2 separate regions of the Columba livia genome follow, and region 1 is linked to region 2. The links are chromatin contacts, called in public Hi-C maps. All regions are on one chromosome and are shown on one strand. The core of a region is the stretch at or near the end of the contact, and the rest is flanking DNA. Distances in the headings are between cores, read along the strand shown. Region 1 overlaps ITGB5 (integrin subunit beta 5). Region 2 overlaps SLC12A8 (solute carrier family 12 member 8).

Region 1 (7,766 bases), core at 1,533-4,032, 210 kb after region 2:
CCTATTTACATAGCAAAAAGCATGCCATTTACTGGTTTGGAGATATAGCCATTGAGAGAAAAGTAAAACAGAAGGGGAGATATGGTCCTGCTGCTGGTTAAGTCGGGATGTTAGGAAAGCCCCAGAGCACCTATGGATTTCTGCATTTCCGAAGAGCTCGCTCTGGGCTGAGCAGCACAAGGGCTGTGTGTCCCTGCTTCCCTCCTAGGGCTGCTGCAGACAGCTGTGCTTCCCGGAGTTATTTTAATCACATGCCATGCAGTTTCTCAAAGAAAACCCCACGTGGTCCTGCAGGATGAGCTGGCGAGCACCCAGCAGTAGCTTCTCGTGGTCTGCTCTGGTCCTCTGAGGCACAGGCCAGTATGGGAAAGACTGAGGGACTGCACATTTCATTTTATTTGTGCAGCAGCTTCTACTTAATTGAAAGAGCAGTTGATTAGCTGACAGTTAATGTACTTATGTAAAGTGCCTAGTGATCACCTGCGTCCATGTGGGCCAGAAGCTGATCTGGCTTTTGCCACAGGCACCTTAACCCTCTGTATCCCACATGGTCAGCCAGCATTAAAACCAGGCATCACTCTTGGACAGTGGCACTGCGGCACAGCTTGACCCTCAAAGTGTGATGATGCATCCTGGCCCCAAGTGATGTCTATGGGGCCTGTTCCTTTGACCTGTCTCTAGTCAGCAATTTATTTAATTTTTAAAAATCCTTTTGGATTCAGAGAGGACTGTTGCTTTTCTTTTTTTTTTTAATTTAGTCACTGCTGCTAGCACTGCCCTGAGGTCACCTGCTCAGTGGCTGTGGTCCAGGTCATTATATCCCAGTATCCTGATCGGGACACACTTACACCAGAACTAATTACCTTCTCCTCCTTGTTACCAGCATGCAGCTCAGCCCCCAGCGCCGTGACCATCGTGCTGGCGGTGATCGGCAGTGTGGTGCTGATCGGCATCATCCTGCTGGGGCTCTGGAAGCTGCTCGTCACCATCCATGACAGGCGGGAGTTCGACCGATTCCAGAGTGAACGTTCCCGGGCCAGATATGAAATGGTGAGCCCCGGGCTGGGGTGCAGCTGGAATATGGGCAGGGGCTTTACTGCTTTTGGAGATGAACGCACATTTCAGTCAAAACCTCTCCTATGAGGACAGGCTAAGAAAGTTGGAGTTGTTCAGGCTGGAGAAGAGAAGGCTCTGGGGAGACCTTATTGTGTCTTTCGATACTTAAAAGGGACCTATAAGAAGGATGGGGACAGACCTTTTAGCAAGGCATGTTACAACAGGACAAGGGGTAATGGTTTTAAACTGAAGGAGAAGAGATTCAGGCTGGACATGAGGAAGAAATTTTTTTACACTGAGGGTGGTGAAACACTGGCCCAGATTGTCCAGAGAGGTGGTTGATGCTCCATTCCTGGAGACATTCAAGGCCAGGCTGGACGGGGCTCTGAGCAACCTGATCTGAGTGAAGATGTTACTGCTTGTTGCAAGGGGTTGGACTAGATGAGCTTTGAAGGTCTTTTCCAACCCAAACTGTTCTATGATTCTAAAGCATTGCTATCACCCAATTACTTGTCACAGGAAGGGGGAAATAATACACATTTTTGCCATGACATGGGTTTTGTTACTCACCTTTGTTCTTTTTGTCTTCTCGTTTCTTCGAAGGCATCTAATCCTCTCTACCGAAAGCCTATTTCCACGCATAACGTAGAGTTCACATTCAACAAGCTCAACAAGTCTTACAACGGTACAGTTGACTGATGGGGTCTTGGCGCCTGGGACTGCTGTGGACAATTGCTTGACTGTATGTGCTGCTTCCCCACTTGAAGACGGGATCCTCTTCAGGGGGGAGAATCCCTCACGACAGGACTGGTCGATGACCAAAGCCTGTTATTTGCACAGTAAGGAGAAAAGTCTGGTTTGTTCTGGAGGCATGGACACGAAGGCAGGCTCCCCGCCTCTGCCAATGGACACCAAGCCTTTTGTGACTCCATACACCAGCTTTCTGGATGTATTAAACCTGCCAGCTAAGTCAACTCAGTGCCATATTGCAGCTTTAGACATATCCCATTAGAAAGGGGGCCTAGGTCAAAAATCAGGGGAACCCACACCATCAAAAGTTGTTAGGGGGGAATTAGCTTAAAAAAAAAAAAGAGGGTGTTGGAAGCATTTGTGTAAGAAATTAGGTACAAGAGTTCTGCAGTCTTTAGGATTTTTTTTATATAAAAAAAATAAAACTATTGTGCATATATGATGCTGAGAGTAAATTGTTTCCTTGCTGAGCTCCCCCACCAACAGACTAAACAGGGTCTTGTGCTTGCAAGCACAAGTGGTGCTGCCTGATTGATTTATTAATAGAGCCTTATCGGTAAAAGCATGGCTATAAAAATAGGAGCTGGAGCCGCAATGACTGCTGCAGAAGGTATGTTGATTTAATACCCTAGTGTTGACCCAGGGTGGGGGGTGCCACAAGGAGCTCTTGCTCTGTGCCAGCAGTGTTAAACAGGCCAAGGGAAATGGGAGTTTAGGCTGAGGAAACTAAATTAAACACCTTTTTCTTGGGGTGTGCAGGTAGGTATCTGGCATGAATGCCTGCAGGAGGGCAGCTGGGAGCACACAGCAGCTCACCCAAACATCTGATGTTTTACCAGAGGACAAGAGCTGCGGGGTGCAGTGGACACCAGCTAGAAAAGAAGGGGAGCCCTGAGCTTTTGGCTGGGAAGAGGGCTGGATAAAACTCAGTGTTGTTGCTTCACAGCATACATTTTGCTTTGGTTTTGTTGTTTTTTTTGCCCCTCAAACTGTTCTCCCAGCCCCATCTGTTTTCATCTGGAGCTGGAGTCTGGGTTACCCTGGGTGACAGCTGCAGCTTTAAACCCACACAGGGTGTAAACCCACACAGTCACCCGCAGGAGAGAGAAGCTGGAGCAGTTGCTACTGCCTGGTTTGTTGTTTTTTTTTTTCCAACCTTTTTACTTGTCACTTTGCCCTGAACAGATCACGCAATAGTCAGCTGGAGGAAGCTTGCCAAGGAAAAGCAAAAACAAATTGTGCTCATTGTTTTGACTTGCTCTTCTCATTGGAAAAGGGCCATGGGCCCATCCTTCCGGATTTATTTATTCTTTATTTGGTTTTGCCTCTATAAACAGAAGCTCTTATTTGCTCAGTATAAACAGCTCTCCTTCAAGAATTTTATGGTCTCCCCCTCCTCCCACCAGCAGCACTGAAGAAATGCAGCAGACCACACTAAAAATAGCTCAAAACAGGGATTTTTAGGAGTGCAGCAAGTGGCAGATTGGCAGCATCGGTGCTGATCAGGTGAGGTTAAAAATAAAAACAAAACTAAAATCCCAAACAAATTAAATTTGGGCTCTGTCTTCCCACTTGATTCCACTAAATTTACCCGAGCAGGGGAGGAGGCTGCATGCATCCTGAAATCAAGTGCCAGGGCAGCCTCGGGTAAAATGCTGGTTCTGCCTCTGTGTAACCCACCTGTGCATGGGTTGGGGGCTGTGCTTCCTCCCCATGAAGTGCCACAAACGACAGGACAGGCCTGAGCACTGCAGAGAGGCAGCTCTTCAGAGTTCCATGTTTCCTACACAGTATTGAAGTTCAGGGCTGATATTTACAGACTGTGATGTGTATTAAATACCTGGGACTAATGCTGCCACCTGGGAAGGAGCATCCGTGGGATAAGTAAGGTTTTTGTGACCATCCCGCTGCCTAGTGTCAGGCTGGCAAGATAGATTTTGTCACTACCATGAAGAAAAAAATAGAAAACAGTCAAAAAATAATCATCACAAGTGAACACAGCAAGTTTCAGCTTAGTTCATGTGACTGTCTCACACAAGCTGTACTGCCCCAGGCATGGAAAGGGGGAGCAGGAAGGAAAGTGGAGGGAAGGGAAGGGCAGGAACACTTAAAACCAGCTTTGCCATCCAAAGCAGCAAGCACTGTGAATACAGATCTGCTGCCATTAATTCATGAGAGAGCAAGTAGTTTAAAAACAAAACCAACCCCTTCATTTTCTTCTTTGCACTCCGAAAGGAAAGGCACGGGCAGTGCCCCCTGCCACCCTTTCCCTTGCAGATTACCTTTGTGCTGCGGCATTTCCCAGCAGGCCGGGTTAGAGCTGAAAAAACAGACAATTAAGGCAGTGGTAGGGAGATGAAGTTTGAGTCATTGTTTGAGTAGGGAGGGTGCAGAGGAGGAGACCAAGGGCCTGGGGACAGGACTGCAGGTGCCCTTCCCCTGCATGGGGACACTGGGTTGTAAAGCAAACTGCTCTGTGAAGTAGCCAGGGAGCAACGTGGGGAGAACGTAGGTGAGGGAAGAGAGCCACAGGACGGCCTCACAAGACAGTGCAGCAACAAAGTAGGAAATAGGGTTGATTGCTGTCAGCAAAGAGCATCCTGCTGCCCACAGCGCTCGGCCAGGCAGCACAGAGCAGCCCCCCAAATTTAGCTTCTCCACAAGGTTGCATCTAAAAAAAAAAGGAAGTGATGCTAAGAGCAAGAAGGCTTTGCTTTACTGTGTAAGCAGATATGTCTTTACCCTTGCAAGGTTAATGCCAAGCAGAGTCATGGGAATGGTATATTTCAGTCAGCAGCAGTTTATTTGTGTCTGTAAATACAGGCAGCCTGACCACAGCGAACATTCCTGAATGAAAACTTCAGCAGAAGCCATCGAAGGGTCACATGTGATGGAAAAAATATCAGTGCTTGTCTGGCCAAGCTGGAATCCAGATGCCATAGCAACATCAGCTCCTCCTGTTTCCCGAGCCACAGCTGGTGGCTGCTGCTGCATGGCCTCGGGGCTGGGGCTCCCCAGTGCCTTTTCCCTCTGTTGCTGGTGTTCCTGGGGCAGCGAGCATCACATCACGCCTTGGGAAAACTCAAGGCCAAAGGCAGCATTATTTGCTTTGTTAACCATGGAGACACACCGTAACCCTTTGCTGTAACACCAGCCGGCGGGAGGCACGCCTGCTTTGCATCGTCTTTGCCCTGTACGGTGGAGTGAGAAGGTGCTCAACAGCTGAAGGCTGAGCCCAGGCTTTAGAAGATGAATGTCTCACACTCTTTAACCTGTTTAACATTGCATTTCTTCAGGCAAGTGGAAAGCAACGGAGCTAGTGTATTGAGGAGAGGGTCACTAAGATTCCTGGAAAAAACACCAAAGCGAGATAACTGACTCTATCAGCAGCATGGTAGCATCTCCTGACCTTTATATTCAGCATCACCTCTGTATCCGAACACACTTTGAAACGGAATTAACTGTTTTTTCTCTACTTCCTCTTCACTGTCAACCTGCAAAAATCCTAAACAATACAATGAGATAGAGACACAGGATTTCATCTCATCCTATCCCTTTCTCTATCCCCACTAGTTAGTGCTGGTATACACTGGATGCAGCCCAACAGAAAATCCTCCATTCTCCTCCGTCATGACCCAGAAGGGTCACCCAGCCTGTGGGTGGGCAAAAGTTGCAACTGTGGGTTTGCAGAACTCTGTCATGCACAAGGACAGGGAGGATTAATTTCCTACATTACTTTATTACATTTTACTACAGGTCATCACTATCAAGGCAAGTACGCTTATGATTAGTATATATATACTACAAATTACTACTGGAAAGAAAATATATATTTCAACAGTAGCATAATCTATATTAGTAGCAAGTCTATATTTGAATATTACAAGTTACTATAGAACTACCACTAGTAAAGCAGCAAATATACTTATCAGTAATTACTTACATGCATGCCTCTATATATATATGATGTTACCAGTACCAAGTGCTTACGAAACCCATCTCAGAAGTGGGGCCAACTGGACAAACTCTTACTTGGTCGATGATCTGCTCATGGAGCCCGGAGTCAGCCCAGCATTCCTGGCGAGGTTCCACTCTGCCAAGGAAATGTTGTGGGGAACAGAGGTTCCTGCATGGACAATTCTCAGAGAAAGAGGATCCATTTTGGCTAAAAAGTTAAGTCCTTTTTATATCACAGAGGCATAAGAGGTTGAAGGGCACCACCACCTGGAGCAGCTAACAAATGCTGCTAATCTCTATTTTTTACCTGGCACAGTCAATAAATGATGATGCTTTCTACTCTTTCAGACCAATTTTTGTATTTCCAGACTTTTTTTCTGTTCTGTCAGTTAGAACAAACAATGACAGTTACCAACTCTTCCTTTCTCAGGATGTTTTCCCCCTTTTCCAGACTTTATTTTTATTCACCATTCCAGATGATATGTTACTGTTATAGTTCCTTGGTTTTGCACTTTGCATTGATAGTATCTTGGACTGTCTTCCATTTCTTGGTACCCAGCTGCACTTCAAAGATGCCAACTCTTCTCCTCAAGGATGGTTCTGGTTCCCAGGCTGGCCTACAGCCCTTGGCCTACAATCACTGGTAGGTCACGAAGATTGAGACTACACCCTTCCTGGTGTGTCTCTCTTGCCTCCTAATGCGTGAGGTGAAGGACACTCATGGCTATGTTGGTCCCAATGTTGTTGCAACTTCTGAGAGGGTTTGTTGGTTGAGGCACGAATATACAGTACTGATTTGGATAAAAGTGACCATGCTTTGATATGAGATGATACACTGCAGAAAAGCATGAATGCTACAGCTAGGAGGAGAGCTAATGTCACTGAGATGCACGGTGACCATGCTCTGCGGTCTGGCAGCAAAGATGATTGCCATGGCCAGCCCTGGGCGGAGGCTGCTCTTGGGTTCTTTGGTGGACATGTTGCTGAATAACATTCACTTCATGTTCAAGTTGTTTGACTTTGTCAGTGCAGAGCAATGGATACTATTCATTAACACATAAATAACCCCGAAAGCCTAAAAGATAATCCAAGACCCAGGCAATGTGGCTAGCTGTGGCAGCTGCACCACTCTGTTCAGACAACACCAACATGCAGCCTGGAATGAAACCAGCCCTGCCATGCGACCCGTGAGAACTGTGCCAGGCCACATCTCCCCAGGGACCAAGGAGCTTAGGCCACATCTTAGCAGGACTAACAGCACCAGCTTGAGCTGAGACTAGACAAGACTAAACCTGCTACAGATACACCAAGAGCGGGTTGCTTAGCCTGGCGAAAAGGAGGTTGAGATGAGACCTTATCACTGTCTACAACTACCTGAAATGTGGTTGTAGTACGGAGGGTGTTTGTTTCTTCTCCCGAGTAACAAGTGATAGGACAAGAGGAAACGGCCTCAAGTTCCACCACAGAAGGTTTAGATTGGATATTAGAAAAAATTCTTAATGGAAAGAGTTATGAAGCACTGGACCAGGCTGCCTAGGAAAGTGGTGGAGTCACTGTCCCTGGAGATGTTTAAAAGATGTATAGATGAGGCTCTCAGGGACACAGTTTAGTGCCAGAGTTAGGTTACTGGTTGGACTCAGTCTTAAGGGTCTCTTCCAATCAAAATGATTCTGTGACTACAACTCCATCACTTTATGCTATAGATATCTGCAGCCCCTGAGCCCACTGAGCTCTCCTGCACGGCAGTGGGCTGCACAGAGCTGATATTCCCTTGGGCAGAGATGCCTCTCAAGGTTACTCCTCAAGGTTAAGAGACCCCTTACACAGCATGCGATGTCTGTAATGAGGTAAGTGACATTTTATGTTAGGCCTAAAGGTAAATTGCATGCTAACAACATTTATATATCCACCTATGGCTTAATTATTAGAAATGTAGTAAGTAGTAAAATGTTTGCTGTCCAAATCATCATCTAATCACCACCTAAATCATCATTTAAATAATC
Region 2 (7,495 bases), core at 3,246-5,745:
AAGCCCAGCGGGCGGCTGTGGGCTGGCAGGTTGGTCTTGGCGTGTTCCTGGTGCCCTCAGAACCAGGCAAGCCTTGGCTGCTTCTCTGCAGGAGCCACAGGAGTGGAGCTGGTGTGGGAGGAGAGCTGGGCAGCGGTGAGGGCCACAGCTGAGTGACTTCTGGAGATCCAAAAGTCACAGTTCTGGGTTTTCTGAAAGGAGCCGTCGTGGTGGTGGAGCACTGAAATACACAAGTACTAAATATAAAGAATGGAAAGTAATCTCTTAAACCCACAGTAACTTAACCCCCTCCCCCTATAAAGATATTATGAACAGTATAAAATGTGGTGAGCAGAGAAGCATTTATATTGAGGTTTGTTTTTAACTGACTGGCTTGCAGCAATCTCCAAAAACCCTTAAAAAGCCCCAAACCAAAAATAACCCCCTCTTGTCCTTTCACTCCAGATTAAAAACAAGTGTCCATAAAACACAAACTGAACGCAGTTACAAGCCAAGATATGGAAATGGGCCACACATGAGAATCCTTCCTGTCATATTTTCCACTCTGGCTCTCCGAGCAGACCCTGGCTGGGAAAGCAATCAGGCTGCAGCCCGTCCTGGGGGCTGTAAAAGCCATGGCTGCCGCAGCCCCTGTGTGCAGGGGGCTGTGGGGTGGGAGCTGGCAGCTTGTTCAGGATCACTTTGTCTGCTCCCGAAAGTTGATGCCTTTCCCTTCTCTTTGGCCGTGCTTTCTGCCTGACGTGCTTTGCACCAGCTGCAGGCTGCTCCTCTGCTAGAGATGCTCATGGGGCACTGTAACCTTCCTCATGAAGTGAGTCTGGCCAGCAATGGGGGTATTCCCTATTGCCTGGTCTGACTGGGGTGAGTGGGACATGACTGGCCATATGCTGCTGATGCCTTGGGAGATGCGAGGTGACTCAGTGCCCTGGGGCTGCTGCAGAGATCATAGAGTCATAGAATAGTTTGGGTTGAAAGGGACCTTCAAAGGTCATCTGGTCCAACCCCCTGCCATGAGCAGGGACATCTTCAATTAGATCAGGTTGCTCAGAGCTCTGTTCAGCCTGGCCTTAAGTATTTGTTTCCAGGGATGAGGCATCAACAACCTCTCTGGGCAACCTGGGCCAGTTGTTTTACCACACTCACTGTAAAAATTTTCTGTGCTGCATCAAGGTGAGCTGAGACCCAGCTGGGCTTTGCTGTCCTCCTGGGATGTTCCATACAAGAGGCTTAATCAGATTGTCTTAAACCATCCAGCACACATCTACCAGGTCTTATGAGACTGACGTGTTCGGTCACTGCAGCTCTAACCACGAGGCTGGGGTTTGGTGCCTTTCTCCGCAGTCTTCTTTCCTATAGTGGTTTGCAGTAAGACCTATCTGTGCAAGCAGAGTTTCTCCAGCGTCCAGCCCTGAAATCTGAAAAATGAAGACAGTGGAAGCAGTTGTCTGTGTGTTGAAAATTGATTATGTTCCTCACCCAGCAATTACAAAGCCTTGTAAGGGACTGATTTCTTCAAATTTCAGCCTAGAACTCAGTTCTCGTTTCAAGACTGGTAGTTCGGGTTGCAGTGCTACTTGTCCATGGCTCTGTGCAGAGCAGTGAGGGGTTTGTGGGCACCCAGCTCCTCTGTTCTGCTGGTGCTCATGGTTCATCAGAGGAAAGGCTTCAACATGGCTTGAGGTGCTGAGACTGTGTCAGTGTCTCGCTCTGCTCTGCTCCCTTCAGAGTGTCCTTGCACATTGCTGTCCTTGGCATGAAAGGAAAGAAAGCTTATTTAGTTAAGCAAATTTTTTCAAAAGCTGACATGGGTCAGGTGGGGTTAGGTGATACTGCTGTCTGTCCACAGGGCTTTTCCTCATGTGAGAGGCAAGAACTGCACCTGGTTTTAATGCATTTATCAGAGTTGGATTCTGTTTGGGTTTTTTTTGGCTTCAGGTCAGAAGTGCAGCTTTTGTGGATGCCCCAAGAGGAGCTGTGCTGGTGTGGGGTGTTGTCCTCTGCCAGCTCAGAAGGAACCCATTTTCCAGAGAGAACACCTATGTAGGACATGCATGGTCCACTCAGTGGTGGTGTAGGCCGTGCTGAACACAAGTAAACAAGAATACTTCTACTTACCTGGGGACTTCCTTGCAGAGTCTGAGGCTTCTCTGGTGGAGATGTTCATAGTGGGGCTACCAGTGAGAAAAAGGAGAGACTTTCAGCATTTTAGTTCACCCAATCTGTGCTAAGTGTCTGTCTCTCGAGGTGAATCCTTCTCCAGGATCTTCAAGTTGTATGTGTCCTAGTCTGAATAGGTGAGTCCCACACACCTTGCTTGCTGAAAACCACACTTGAACCCACAGCTCCTGGTTATGGGTCAGGTCGCCCTGAACACTCTCAGTGGAGCAGTGCTGGGTCAGTCCAAGAGAGTTCTGCAGCGAGGGAGGGGGCTGCTCTGAGTCTTGCTGGCTTTGGTGGAGGTTTTCTCCCTTCCCATCGTGTGGGAGCTGTGCTGCACATCCCTTGTCTGTGCACGGGGACAGTGGGGTGGCAGGACCCGAGGTCACACCACCCATGTCAGTGTGCAACCATGTGCCCAGACCTGTTTTGCCAGGGATGCTGTGCACTGGAGAAGGTTGTTGTTGAGATGTCAGCTGGTGGGAACCTCTGGAGGGAAATGTTCTGGTATTTAGGATTGCCCTGCAGTGGGGTTTGAGGCCTGAACCTATGTTGCAGATGTCCTGTCCTGCAGACTCTCAGCCACCTAGGGCACAGCGTGTGTCCTGCTCTGCAGCAAGACAAACAGACAGCTGTCCCGGCAGTGCGGGAGGCATGGCTTGCACAATGTGCACTCCTCAAAAGTGCAGGCTCTGTTCCAGCAGCAAGACGGGGAGCTGGTGAAACCTCAGACTTTACATCCAAACTAAACACTGAGTTAAAAATAACCCCTGGGAGGCAGTGAAGGGGGAAGTAAACTGCTGTTCTTCAGGGAGGTGTTGAACAGAGAAACAGAAGAAGGGAAGAAACCTAGAGGTTGACTCATCCTTTTATCCCTTGTAGAAGCCAGTGTGGTTTCTCCTGTAGCATTAATAGAGGGTTAATTTTAAAGCCAGTGGAAAGTTACTGGGCTAATGCCCGGCCTTCTCTGTTAGCCTGGGCGGTAGGTGTGCTGCCCTGGCAGCATGCTGTCTTACAGCAATAAGTTTCAGTCCCTGTAGACCAGAGTGACATTAAAGACTGTATTGTGACAGCAAACATCTGTCTGTCTGAACAGAGGCCCCCCAGCCCTGCATGGAGGCTGTGGATGGGGATTTCTTGTTCTCACACAGCTCTGTCCTTCAGTGCGTTGCAGGTGCCATGTACATCACTGGATTCGCGGAGTCCATCGCAGATGTCCTGAGCCTCAGCAACATCTGGGCGGTGCGTGGGATCTCCCTGGCTGTCCTGCTGGGCCTGCTGGGGATCAACCTGGCTGGGGTGAAGTGGATCATCAGGCTCCAGCTCCTGCTGCTCTTCCTCCTGGCTGTCTCGACACTTGACTTCGTCATCGGGTCCTTTACACATCTTGATCCAGGTAAAACTGGGGGTCAGGAGGTGTTCATCCTCCAGGGCTTTCTCCTTCAGTGTATTTGTGAAGTTACACATTTGGGCAGAGGTGGAGTTCAGTGCTCCCAGACATGTCCCCTGTCCTTTTATACTGAGATTTTAGAGGCAACTTTGCAAGGAATAAGAATTTCCAGAGCATGACTTAAAATGCCGTATTAATTTAGGTTTAACCACAGGAACAGGTCTCAGGGTGTGCACTTGCTATACTTGTATAAACTCGGAGGTTTTCTAGTAACAGAGAGTGGCTGCATTAGCAATTGCTCTTTGTAGCCTTCTGCTGTCTAACTCTGAGCGTCGTGTCCAAAAAAGGGAAGAATTGTGACTGTGGATTAAGGAGCTGTTCTTGTCAGAGACCCTTGGGCTCACTCAGACACTGGCAATGGTGGGCTGTGTCCCCAGCTGCACACTGCTGGATTTGCTTCCCCAGCCTGACTTCAGCCTACAGCAGCTGCTCCGGCTTGGGCATCCAGAGGTTTGGGGCTCCCACCTGCAGCCCTGCTTGCACCTTGAGCCCCTTTTCCCCTTCCTCCATCCTCATCCATGAGAGGTGTTTGCAGGGAAACACATCTCAAGACGTGGGGAGTTGTGGATGGGGTCCATGCGGGCCGCACCGGCCAGTTTCAGCAATAACGAAGTGTAATTAGCTGAGTAAACAGAAGGTGTCACCTTTTTCTTGGCTTCCCCTGTGTCCAGCAGCAGCTTCGGGGGTTGCAAGGGGCCTGTTAAAGTGGGTTTAAAGGAAAGATCTTGACTTTTGATTTACAGTCAGGATTCAGCTGCCGAGTGGGGCAGCGAGAGGTGAATCTCATAGGAGTTCACAGTGCCCATGGAGTGGCTGCCTTTCACACTGCTGGGGTTTTATGCTGCTGGGACGGTGTGCAGGGACACCGGGGTGGGCGCAGGAGCTGCTGCCCCAGCAACTTCTCCCCTCTCAGAGAGCCTTGTGGAAAGGCATTTGCATTTTATACTTAACAAGTAAGAAATGCCCCAAAGGAAAGCTGGTAAAATTCCCAGCAGACACTTGCAAATGAGAACGAAGCGAGGACGGTTGTGGTCCCTGTGATGTGTCCTGCAGAGAAAGCAACTGACCTGCTCCAAACAGCTGCATTTCATAGGAAGTTGTTTTCTAAAGGAAATGGGGCGGGGGGGGAGGTAGTGTTTTGGTTGTGCTCAGAGGAGAATTTTAATGTGGACCTAGAGACCTTTCTAATAGTAGAGAGAAGATGAATACTCAGGGTAAGACCTGATGGTAGGAAAGTAAACATGGGATCAGGAGGAGAGAATTAGAGGAATACAAACGTCAGCAGGAAGCAAGCCCAAGTTGAGGTCAATGTAGTTGTCTTTGATTTCCTCCACTACTGAGCACTATGTCATTTTCTTCTCACTGAAAATAGAGAAAGGAAGGGAAATGAGGCTGTTGAGCATTGCAGATGCTGCAGTTTAGCTGTGGCTGGCTAAAGAGAGGATTTTCAGTGTATGGAAGAACGTCGGGCTGATGGTGGCGAGATCCAAGCTCCAAACGCCACTATCCCAGAGCAGTGCTGCCCGTACAGTGGGACCTATGGCCATGAGACTGGCTGGGGAGACCTGCGGGTTTCTCTGCTTTTACAGACAGCCTCTGTGTGAGAAAACTGTTCCGAGCCAGGCTGAGTGCTTGGTTCCTCACAAGTCCTGCACTTCCCCAGAAGGCCTCTGAGTGGTGTGTCAGCACCAACCGTGAGAGCTGGGCTTCAAGAAGCCTCCTCACTCTGTCTTGCGTGCTTTCTGCACGGCGTGGATAGATGCTCGTCTCTTGGGCACAATTGCACCCATCAGGAAAGCATCCCTTCTGCGAGGAGGCTGCGGGCGGGATGTGCAGGTGTGGGTGAAACTCCATCCTCGGGAGGCGGCTGATGGCAACGGTGGGGTGCAGTGCATCTGAGCCCAGCACCTGGGGTAGCATTTGGGACCCTTTTGAGTGAACAGTCAAGTGGTCACCTCTCGGCAGCCTTCACCTGCCTGCGGTTGTTTTGGGTTTGGTTCTTTGGATGCAGCCGTGACTGAAATGCAAAGGGCAGCATGCAGGGAGAGGTAATTTTTGAGGATGGACCTATGAGCTGGAAAGATTTCAGCTGACGTCTAGTTGTATCCTTGTTTAATGACAGGTTTATGGCATTTCAGTTCACAGACTCAGGTCTTGGTCTCTGAACCTGTAAAATGGGCCTTGTGTGGTCACCCTGCCATTCTCACTCCTGCCATGGCAGCCTTTTCCATCACTTTGCAATTCCAAGTGCTGCACACATACCAAAGGACTGCACATCTGCCAAGCAGCAGTTTTTTGGATTGAAATAATCTCCAGGAATGCCTGTCCATCTTGAAGGCCTGAAATGGCTGCCTTTGTGCGGTTGGGCTGGGTGGAGTCCCCAGCTCTTCTCCCCGTTCCCTCAGCGCACACCCAGGCACACACCACATCGGATATTGTCCAAGCACTCACTCCCTTCCTGTGGTTTGCCTTTATTTTTAGCCTGAGGATGGAGCGTGTTTACACAAAAGGGGGCTTCTCAGCAGGGCTCCCCGCTGCTTTTGCTCCTTTTATTTTTATTTTTTCCTCCCAATTGCCATGGGTTGCTCCTGCTCTGAGAGCCATCCAGGCTCTTGCAGCCTGGAGCTGGGGCTGGAGGAGCTGAGCAGCTCCAACAAACAGGGGATGCTCTGGGTTGTTTGTCCAGATGCTGCTGAGACCGCAGGCAGACCTGCCTGCTCCCTGCCAGGCTGCAGCATCCCTCTGCCTGGCCCTGAGGGCTTTTGCTCCTTCCCGCAGGGTGGGGTGGGACTGGCTGAGTTTTTTGGAGTTAATCCTAAATCCTCCCCTTGACTCTGGCTGACGCTTCCCCTGGGAACGGGTCACAGTCCCAAGCTGGGATCTTGGCCAGGGCTGGGTATTGAGGAGAGGGGCTCCCTATGCCGTCTGAAATCCAGCCTCATTGAGCTGTCTCTGGCCACTAGCCTTAAAATTCAGTCCCATCTGCAGAAACATGTGCTCTTTCCTGGGGATGGAAAACATCTGTATTCTCTTTCTCCTTAGGCCCAGCTTACTTTTTTTACCAAACTTAACACAGGTAAATTGAAATTGGGCAGCACTCGACTTCTCAGTCCCTAACCAAGACCCAGCACTTGCTACAGGTTTGCACAGTAGCAGTGCAGGGGTTTTGTGGCTTGCGTACATTTGTGTTTTAAATCTAGAGGTCCATACCTCAAAATCAGCCTGAGTCATTTTGGGAGGAGCAGTGAACGTGAAGGAGAGGATGCTCCTCTCCGTGACCAGCTCCTCAGAATGGTATGTGAAACTTTTTGGCCTTTTCACGTCCTGAACATTAGAGTCACGGAAAAAGAAGATAAGCCCGCTGTTAATGCCCACTCTTTTATTTTTCTAGCATATCTCTGCTAATTTTTGTGTAGGGTGACTCCCAAATACTCCCTCTCAATTAGGCGCCTGCTTTCCTGTTTTGGCAGTGGCTCTCAGGTGCCCCGTTGAAGCCAAGCGGCTGTGGGAGCGGATCGGGTTGAGGGTTATTTGGGGAGGGCTGGTGTTAATTTGGTTGTGCTTTGTTGGGGAGATGAAAAGAATTGCAACACGCAGAACGGGCCTGACAGCAGCTTCTTAAATTCCTGGGGAAAATAAATAAATCTGTTGGGAATTCATTAATTTCAATAATTGGGTCCGGTTGGCCTGGGACTCGCCAGTCCTGCAGCACATGGTACTGTGTGGCTGGGGCAAGCATGGAGCCTGGCTATGTGGGGCTGAGCCCTTCTCCTCCTGGCTGGGAAACCCAGTAGTTCCTTTCTCAGGGATGCGAAGAGGTTTGAAAGGCATCTTGCTGTCACAGTGCTTCTGCTTGGGATTATTTTCCACGCAAACCACATCCTTCAT

The links. Hi-C and Micro-C count contacts between places; a contact is called where the count stands out from the background.
Region 1: a contact with region 2 is called in a Hi-C map of crop, with 1.9 times the contacts expected there. The contact joins two enhancer-like sites. A contact is called at or near these places in 2 of 2 Hi-C or Micro-C datasets (crop and liver).

The regions. Positions count from the first base shown.
Region 1 is chr7:10,605,374-10,613,139 of bColLiv1.pat.W.v2, forward strand. ITGB5 (integrin subunit beta 5) reads left to right here. Exons shown (of 13, transcript XM_065070500.1): 13 at 1,660-2,248. The coding sequence ends at 1,667. Among named protein-coding and RNA genes, the nearest start is that of UMPS, 16 kb to the right of the region's middle. Within about 2 kb of position 2,783, at least 2 of the 3 cell types and tissues checked have an H3K27ac peak away from gene starts, as active enhancers do.
Region 2 is chr7:10,397,561-10,405,055 of bColLiv1.pat.W.v2, forward strand. SLC12A8 (solute carrier family 12 member 8) reads left to right here. Exons shown (of 14, transcript XR_010473992.1): 5 at 3,322-3,553. Among named protein-coding and RNA genes, the nearest start is that of SLC12A8, 21 kb to the left of the region's middle. Within about 2 kb of position 4,496, at least 2 of the 3 cell types and tissues checked have an H3K27ac peak away from gene starts, as active enhancers do.